2 separate regions of the Anser cygnoides genome follow, and region 2 is linked to region 1. A link is a contact called in public Hi-C data. All regions are on one chromosome and are shown on one strand. The core of a region is the stretch at or near the end of the contact, and the rest is flanking DNA. Distances in the headings are between cores, read along the strand shown.

What was found. A called contact is a pair of places that touch in the nucleus more often than the background predicts.
Region 2: a contact with region 1 is called in a Hi-C map of liver, with 3 times the contacts expected there. The contact joins the enhancer-like site here to the promoter of KLB in region 1. A contact is called at or near these places in 2 of 7 Hi-C or Micro-C datasets (both in liver).

What each region holds. Positions count from the first base shown.
Region 1 is chr4:24,209,179-24,212,640 of Taihu_goose_T2T_genome, forward strand. KLB (klotho beta) reads left to right here and starts at 2,000. Exons shown (of 5, transcript XM_048072865.2): 1 at 2,000-2,832. The coding sequence starts at 2,095.
Region 2 is chr4:24,288,636-24,292,540 of Taihu_goose_T2T_genome, forward strand. The region is part of intron 3 of SMIM14 (small integral membrane protein 14); the gene reads right to left. Among named protein-coding and RNA genes, the nearest start is that of UGDH, 27 kb to the left of the region's middle. Within about 2 kb of position 2,301, at least 2 of the 3 cell types and tissues checked have open chromatin away from gene starts, as enhancers often do. A contact at or near this core is called in liver, where this site is marked.

The DNA.
Region 1 (3,462 bases), core at 750-3,249:
GGAGTCTTGTAGTGAAAAACATTTCCAAACCTTGATTGGGGCATGCTCCAAGTCATATCAATAATAAGGAAAGAAATCCAGTTCGTGACTTTGTCCAGATTAAGCATCTGGGAGCACAAGTCTCTGCTGCACCTTTCACATCTCATGTATATGCACCCCGTTGCCTGCAATAAGATGCAGGTTGTGCAAACTCTGCTCTAGTTGCTGGGGAGAAGCCTGATGGTTTTACCTCACCAATAAAAAGCCACAGTGTTACAGAGCTTCTATGGGCGTTCTGAACTCAAACATCCAGTAATCGTGGTAACAAACTACCTTAGTGATATAGCAGCATCTACAAAGACTTGTGTTGCAGTTCTGTTTCACAACATACAATACAGTAGAGCCCAGCCAGTAGAGATCTGCAGTGCAGAAGATGTCGGTGGGAGCTTTCTTCAACATCTATGATGAAACTGTTTCTTGTACAGGCACTGCAGAGAAATGTTTACAAACACGCGTCAAGGTAGATGTTCTGTTGTTTATCTTAAAACAAATATAATATGTCTTCCATCTTCCATTGTCTTAATCAGCTTAATTGTTAAACTCAAGGTATGTCTGAATGGCATTATGCAATGCTGGCCAAAGACACCCAGGCTGCTTGCAAACATGCTCGCAGAGGTAGCAGGAACAATAAAGCAGCAGTAGCCCAGCAGTCCATCTGGACTTTCATCTCCTACATGTCAGCAGGACTAATTCATCCAAACACGGTGCTATACTTATGTGGTAAGTGGTTCCCATGCTCAGGTTTCAGTGTATAACTGTCTTGCATGTAAAGATGCCTCGTATTGCTCTTGAGCAGCTGTGATCTAAGTGTGAATACATTTTATATTACTGTGCCTGAAGAAAAGCAAAAATAGCAGGCATCAGCCTTACTGTATTTAGTAAATTTACCATGTCTTGACGCATGTAGTTTTGCTGTAATTTGAAATATGTTAAAAGATGAGATTATAAAATATTGTCTAGCTGCTCTGTAAGATATTCACTGTACTGATAACCCAGCTGCATATACTGAGATTGTTAAATTAATCAATACCAAAATAGCATCTCTCAAGCCTAATTATCTTTGCTAATTATTTTTATTTAAAGAAATTAAGGGAAATTGCTTAAGGACTAGAACAGACCTTGTTAATTTTGTACTGCTGCTGTGCATAGAGCTGCACAGAGGACTTTTATAAGGGTGCATGTATTTGGAAGAAATATTGACCTGCTTTGTGTTTATACATAGTCAGTGGGATGTGCATATGTCTAAGTGTTGTAATCTTCATTAAGTTGCTATGCTGTGGGGAGAGACAAAATAGCACTCAGGGGTCTCCCCAGAAAAGGAGCAAGCTCGGTCTTTTCTCTGAGTGGATGATATGAGGAAATATTCACAAGATATTGGTAAATATGTGGAGATTTGTACCCAAAGAAAAAAATTCAGAGAGAAATTAATATGGTCCAGAGAGGGGAAAAATGGAGTTTGGTTTGTTTTTATTGAGTCTGTCTTGGTTCTAGTAATAAACTGTATCCTAATGTTGTACGTTAAATTTCACATAGGTAAAGTTAAACTCTGGGAAAAGACCCCAAACCCTTCTGGCATGCTCTTTTTATTTAACATGTGATTCATTAAAAATTGATAAATTGCCTTTTAAATGGAGGCTGTAGTCTGAATTCTATTTCTTCTCCTTGAAACAGCTGCACGAGGAACAAAGAATGGGATAGCTTCTGAGCACCCTTTGTCACCTATATGCTCTCATCGAGTGACCGAGCTTTTCGTATTGCTCAGGTAACATGTTTTCCTGCAGGAAGAACTCAGCCTAGGTGTCTCGGTGATCATACAGAGGCCACCTCCCTAAAAATTACGCTGTTCTCTGACCCACTCCAGGTCTCACAGTTCAGGCTAATCATTGACAGGGCTTTTACGATCGCAAGCTTTTAGTGAAGCTTTGATAAGACACTCCAGCAGTTAGTGGCAAATGAAGACAGTCTGCACAGCAGGGACTCCAGGGAATGAATGGATTTTTTTCAGCGGCAGTAAAGGAAATCTGACTTTTAACACTGGCGTTATAAAACGGCATAATGTGTGGCCGACGGCTGAAGAGATTTGTTGCTTTTTGGACATTAGTTTTCATAAGGATAGTCGCTGGGCTTGCCGGAGAGGGAAGATCTGTGTGGAAAAAGGACCCTAACTCCAGTCCCGTGAGTGAAACACAGATGTTTTTGTATGACACTTTCCCCAAAGAGTTTCTCTGGGGCATAGGGACAGGGGCGTTCCAGGTGGAAGGCAGCTGGAGGAAGGACGGGAAAGGATCCTCCATCTGGGACCGCTTCATCCACACGGAGTTCAGAGATGCTGACAGCACGGACGTTTCCAGTGACAGTTACAACTTGCTGGACAAAGATCTGTCAGCTCTGGATTTTTTGGGAGTTACCTTTTACCAGTTTTCAATTTCGTGGTCGAGGCTTTTTCCCACTGGGGTGGTAGCAGCTCCCAACGAAAAAGGACTCCAGTACTATAACACCCTTATTGACTCTCTAGTCTACAGAAATATTGACCCCGTGGTTACCCTGTACCACTGGGACCTGCCCTTGACACTGCAAGAACAATATGGGGGATGGAAAAATGAATCAGTAATTGATATATTCAACGACTATGCCACCTTTTGCTTCCAGACCTTTGGGGATCGTGTTAAGTATTGGATTACCATCCATAATCCTTACTTAGTTGCTTGGCATGGGTATGGCACAGGTATTCATGCTCCCGGAGAGAAAGGGAAAGTAACCACTGTCTACACTGTAGGACACAATCTGATCAAGGTACAGTATAGTAAGGTTTTATAAACTGATCTTGCACTGTCATAGGAAATAATGGGATGAATCAATCGTGTAATCAATGTTAAAAAAATAATCAAAGAATGTGAAAACATCAAGAAATAACCCTTAGCTAAGGCAGTTGTTTTTTTTCAAAATCTCAAATTGATTTCAATGTTGTAGTCACAACAGCTGACTCAGTAATTATTTGTTTTAAGGTGCTTGTTTATTGATTTATTTAAATTTCTTTTTGCCTACAACATCTGTCTATTAAAGACCATAGTTTTCCCTCTTTTTTCTTTTCATTTAGTTACACTGAAATGACTGTTCAGTCATTCAGCTACGCTAAAATGACCGTTCCATTAGTTTATACAGAGATTTAGTTCTATTTGCCTATTGGATCAGTTTTACTATCAGTAGAAGATGTGTATATATGATTACTTCTGGCTTAGTAAGATCATACTGCAAAATGTTTATCACTGAATTAGCGAGGTCATCAGTTCTTGGTTTGAGAAGAAAACAAATGTCCCCTTCAGTATTTAAGAGTTTCAAAATTACATTATTTCTGTAGCATTTTCAGCATTTTAATTTTTATGTTGGTGCTATTTTATGTATTGGCTATCTTCTACAGAATTA
Region 2 (3,905 bases), core at 1,051-3,550, 80 kb after region 1:
CAGGTAAGTATGAGTGACCGCTGTACGACCAGGAGCACTGATTTGCCAAGAACTCATTCCTCTCTTCATTTTCTCTTTCTCCTTGGTGTCACACAGACCTGCCTTTTCAATTCTTCCCTTATTTTCCCTCAATTGTGTAACTTTTATTGGTACTGGCCTTGAGGACCTGGGATATGTTTGACATCCTACTCTAGGTGAATGTGAAGCAGAATGAATTAGCAGAGGGTCAGGCAAAAGAGGATGAAGCAATGTGAATGTCTGGATCAGCATAAGGAGGTCACAGTGCCTCTGACTACATGAAATACTAGACAACAAATGGATAAGGTAGAAATAACCGAACAATATCACTACAGAAACCTTTGAAAACATTCATGAACAACATAAACAGATCTCCCAAGAGGTTACTAACAAACTTGCATCTGAAATACAAACACAGAATACATGTTTGTTTTTTGACCAGCTGAGTATCTTCTGCTAAATGATGCATGCTAGCAGAAGAAAAGTGTGCTCCCATGTAGACAGCCTTGAGGACAAAGGCTTAGAACTAGGAGTTCTACCAGTGTGCGGTGTTGATTACATCCACATGTGGTCTGAGAGACAAAGCACCATTTTCTCCTTGTTCCTCAAACGAGATGGCTGTAACACAGCTCTGATCATCACAGCCATCCATAACGCAGGTTCTGTCTAGGAACTACCGCTGGATTATCAAGCGGCCAGAATTCTCAATGCCTATTCTTCCGCACTGCTCGCAATACTGTTAGACTACACAAGCTTCATTTTGAGACAGTCATGAGGGGTGACTAAGACATTATATTTTTATAAATACATATATATAAGTGTGATATACGTATATATAGATATATTTATATTTAAATATAACTTTTTAAATACAATGGTTATATATATATTTACTACTATATTGTTTTTATTTATTCCTTTTTTTATATGTATGCATGTATTTGTGTGTATACACACACACAAGTTAAAAAACTGCAGCTTCCATCATGCTACAAAACTCAGTAATGGGAAATGCAAAGAATGCCAGGCACCTTCAGCAGTTCTGAAACCTAACCCCTTATAGGCAAAAATGGTCTCCATGGGACTTAGACCTAGAGTGGACAACATTTTTCATGTTTGTTTTTTTTTTAAACACTCACCTGTCTAGAAAAATAGCCTTCATTTGTACTGCTTGATCTAGAATTAGTTTTTAGTTTACAGGCCATTAGCAGTGCATAATTTTTGTGATATAGTTTTGGGACCTTAAGTTGTGCAGAGCCAGCATCATGAGCACCCAGTGAAATCAGTGGAGCAAAGGGTGCTCAGGACCAGCTAGTATCCTGCCACTCTCCTCCTGTGTTTTATTCTTTTGGCACAGTGCCTTAGGAGGTACATCAGGTCTCTCCTGCATCTCAGAAGGATGGTAACTTCTTCTTCATCCTAATGAACAACCTAACGTTCAGCTCTTGGGAAGGGTCCTTTCTGAATCAGCCTGGACTCCAAGAAACTGGGAACAGAAGGCATGGGTCTGGAAGAAAAGGGGTCAGTGAGAACAAAATGTGACTTCCTTAGCCAAGCAGCCAGGGAGCAGAAGGGCTACAGACTAGCAGCAGTAGCAACTGCTATTAAAAAATAACTTAGAAGGCAAATGCCATGGAACATGGGTAACAAGTCTCCAGGGCAACCTCCATATTTAGGTCACCTTAAATCACCACATATTCATTCAGTGTAGTTCTGCTCTGCTTTCAGTAGAAAGCCACATCAGTAGGGTAACTCATTTTTGCTGGATGCCTGAAGGACTATTTAAGTCGGGCTTAGCTGTGCTGACATCCTGAGAACTTTTCAACCATTTGCAGCAAACAACGCAGATCTATTTTAGTCATGTGTTTATTCTGTGCTGTTTGCACTAGGTCTCGCTCAGCCAAGACTCATGGCTATGCTGGATACTATTTCAGACTATGCCCGTTTATAACAACAAGACTCTACAGTGACCTGGCCAAGAGAATTATGTGGAAATCTGGTTCACAGAAGAGTTTTGAACCATTTTTTTCTTTGGAAATAGCTTGAAAATTTGCATCTTTTTGCTATAAAAATCAAATGGCACCTCAAAATACAAGACAAATTAAAAAATGATTTGCTTTATATTCCCCAGAGTTTTTGAAACATTCAAGCCTTCTGGTATAGTAACATAACTAGACATGGGCCATTACTTTGCAATTAGCTACAGAAGAGCATAGCACAAGGTTGTAATTCCCAAAGAGGTCTGTAAGGCCATCAAATCTCCGCAGCAGAACTGTTGGCTGTTCATCAGAACGGGTCCTTTTATATTACAGAATTAGAAATGCTTTGGGGAAAGAACATATTGCTCGTTTTTGTAGAACCCAGTATGAAGGAAATCTAAAGTCACAGTTTCAGTAAAGCAAATAATGCTGTATCAGAGAAAAACTAAAGGACCTTTACACCATACAAAATTAGGTGCCGCTGGCTCACTTCGACATTTCTGGCCACTTTAAGTAGTCATATACAGGTGTCAGGCTTCATGAAAGATGTTCTCTGCATGATTATTCCTGCCACCTCGGGCTTTCACAGTCTAGTTTTCACACTTGGATCATGGATCACATGTTTACTCAAATAGCATGGAAGTCTAGAGGAACTATATAGTGTGATCAGATTTTTATTTTGCAAGAGAAACGAAGAAAAGGGAAATACAAAGATTTAAATATAACATCATTCTCATCCAGAGATTTGCTATCCTCTGCCACAACTAAGACAGGAATAATTTTCTCTGGATACCACAGAATATCCTTCACTGAAAATCTTTTAAACAACTGGTCCATTGTCTGTCAAGTGTCCTCCCCATTAAAGTCCTTGATTTTGTTTGTTGTTCTTCATTCTTGAACTTTGGCTCTTCTTGTCAAAATAGGTTTTGTAGGTGGAAGAGACTGAACAGGAGATAAAGTCATACGAACTAACAGGTCTGTCATTGTCTCCTAACAACGCTTGTGTATTTGCAGAGGATGGAAAATCTGATGATATTTTTCTTCTATGCTTACTTCCTTTTATGGAAGTTCCCAATTATCTGTTATATCCATAGTGTAAATAGTGAGCCCAATATACAATAGTCAAATTGTTATACAACAACTCCAAATCATAACAGATGGCGTCATGGGTATTACATACTGGAAATAATATTTATGAAGTCACAGCCAAGGATTTTTGATTTCTGCTGTTTGCTAGGAATACTTGGAAATCATAATATTTGCTTATTATTTATGGTGGCCATGCTACAGAAGTTTACTATGTGCAAAACACCAATGAGAAACCTGAAAAATCCACTTCAGGAAAAACGATAGAACATTTAACAAAAGGTAAATCAATGCCACTTATGCACATGTACGTAAGTTATAAGAACTGCGGGCATGAACAGCATCTTCCAGGCAGCCTAATAAGTAGCAAAAAAATCTTTTAAAATGTCACGTGCATTAGAGATATAAAATCCATTGTCTATAAAACCATCACGGTATTATGAATTAAGAAGAAAAGGAAACAAAACAGAACCTGGCTTAGTCAAGTAAAATGAGAGACAGAAAAATAATCAAGTCACGTAGCTTAGTAAAAGTTAGTCTTAAAAAAAGACAGCTTACTTGTTCATAATTTTCTGTGGTGTTGCTAATAGCAGAGAAGAAGAGTTTAAATGACAACAACAAAACCTTTTAATTTTATAAGCATTAATTGTAATGACAAGATGAACCGAACATTTCAAGTAGAGATTTAAACTATGTGCTATCTATACAAAAAAAATCCACAAGTTACTGTACTTGGAATACCAAATGCATTTTATAAGAATTTCAAGGTAAATACACCAATTAGCTTAGAAATTTAAAGTCACACTTTGGAAATTAAAATGA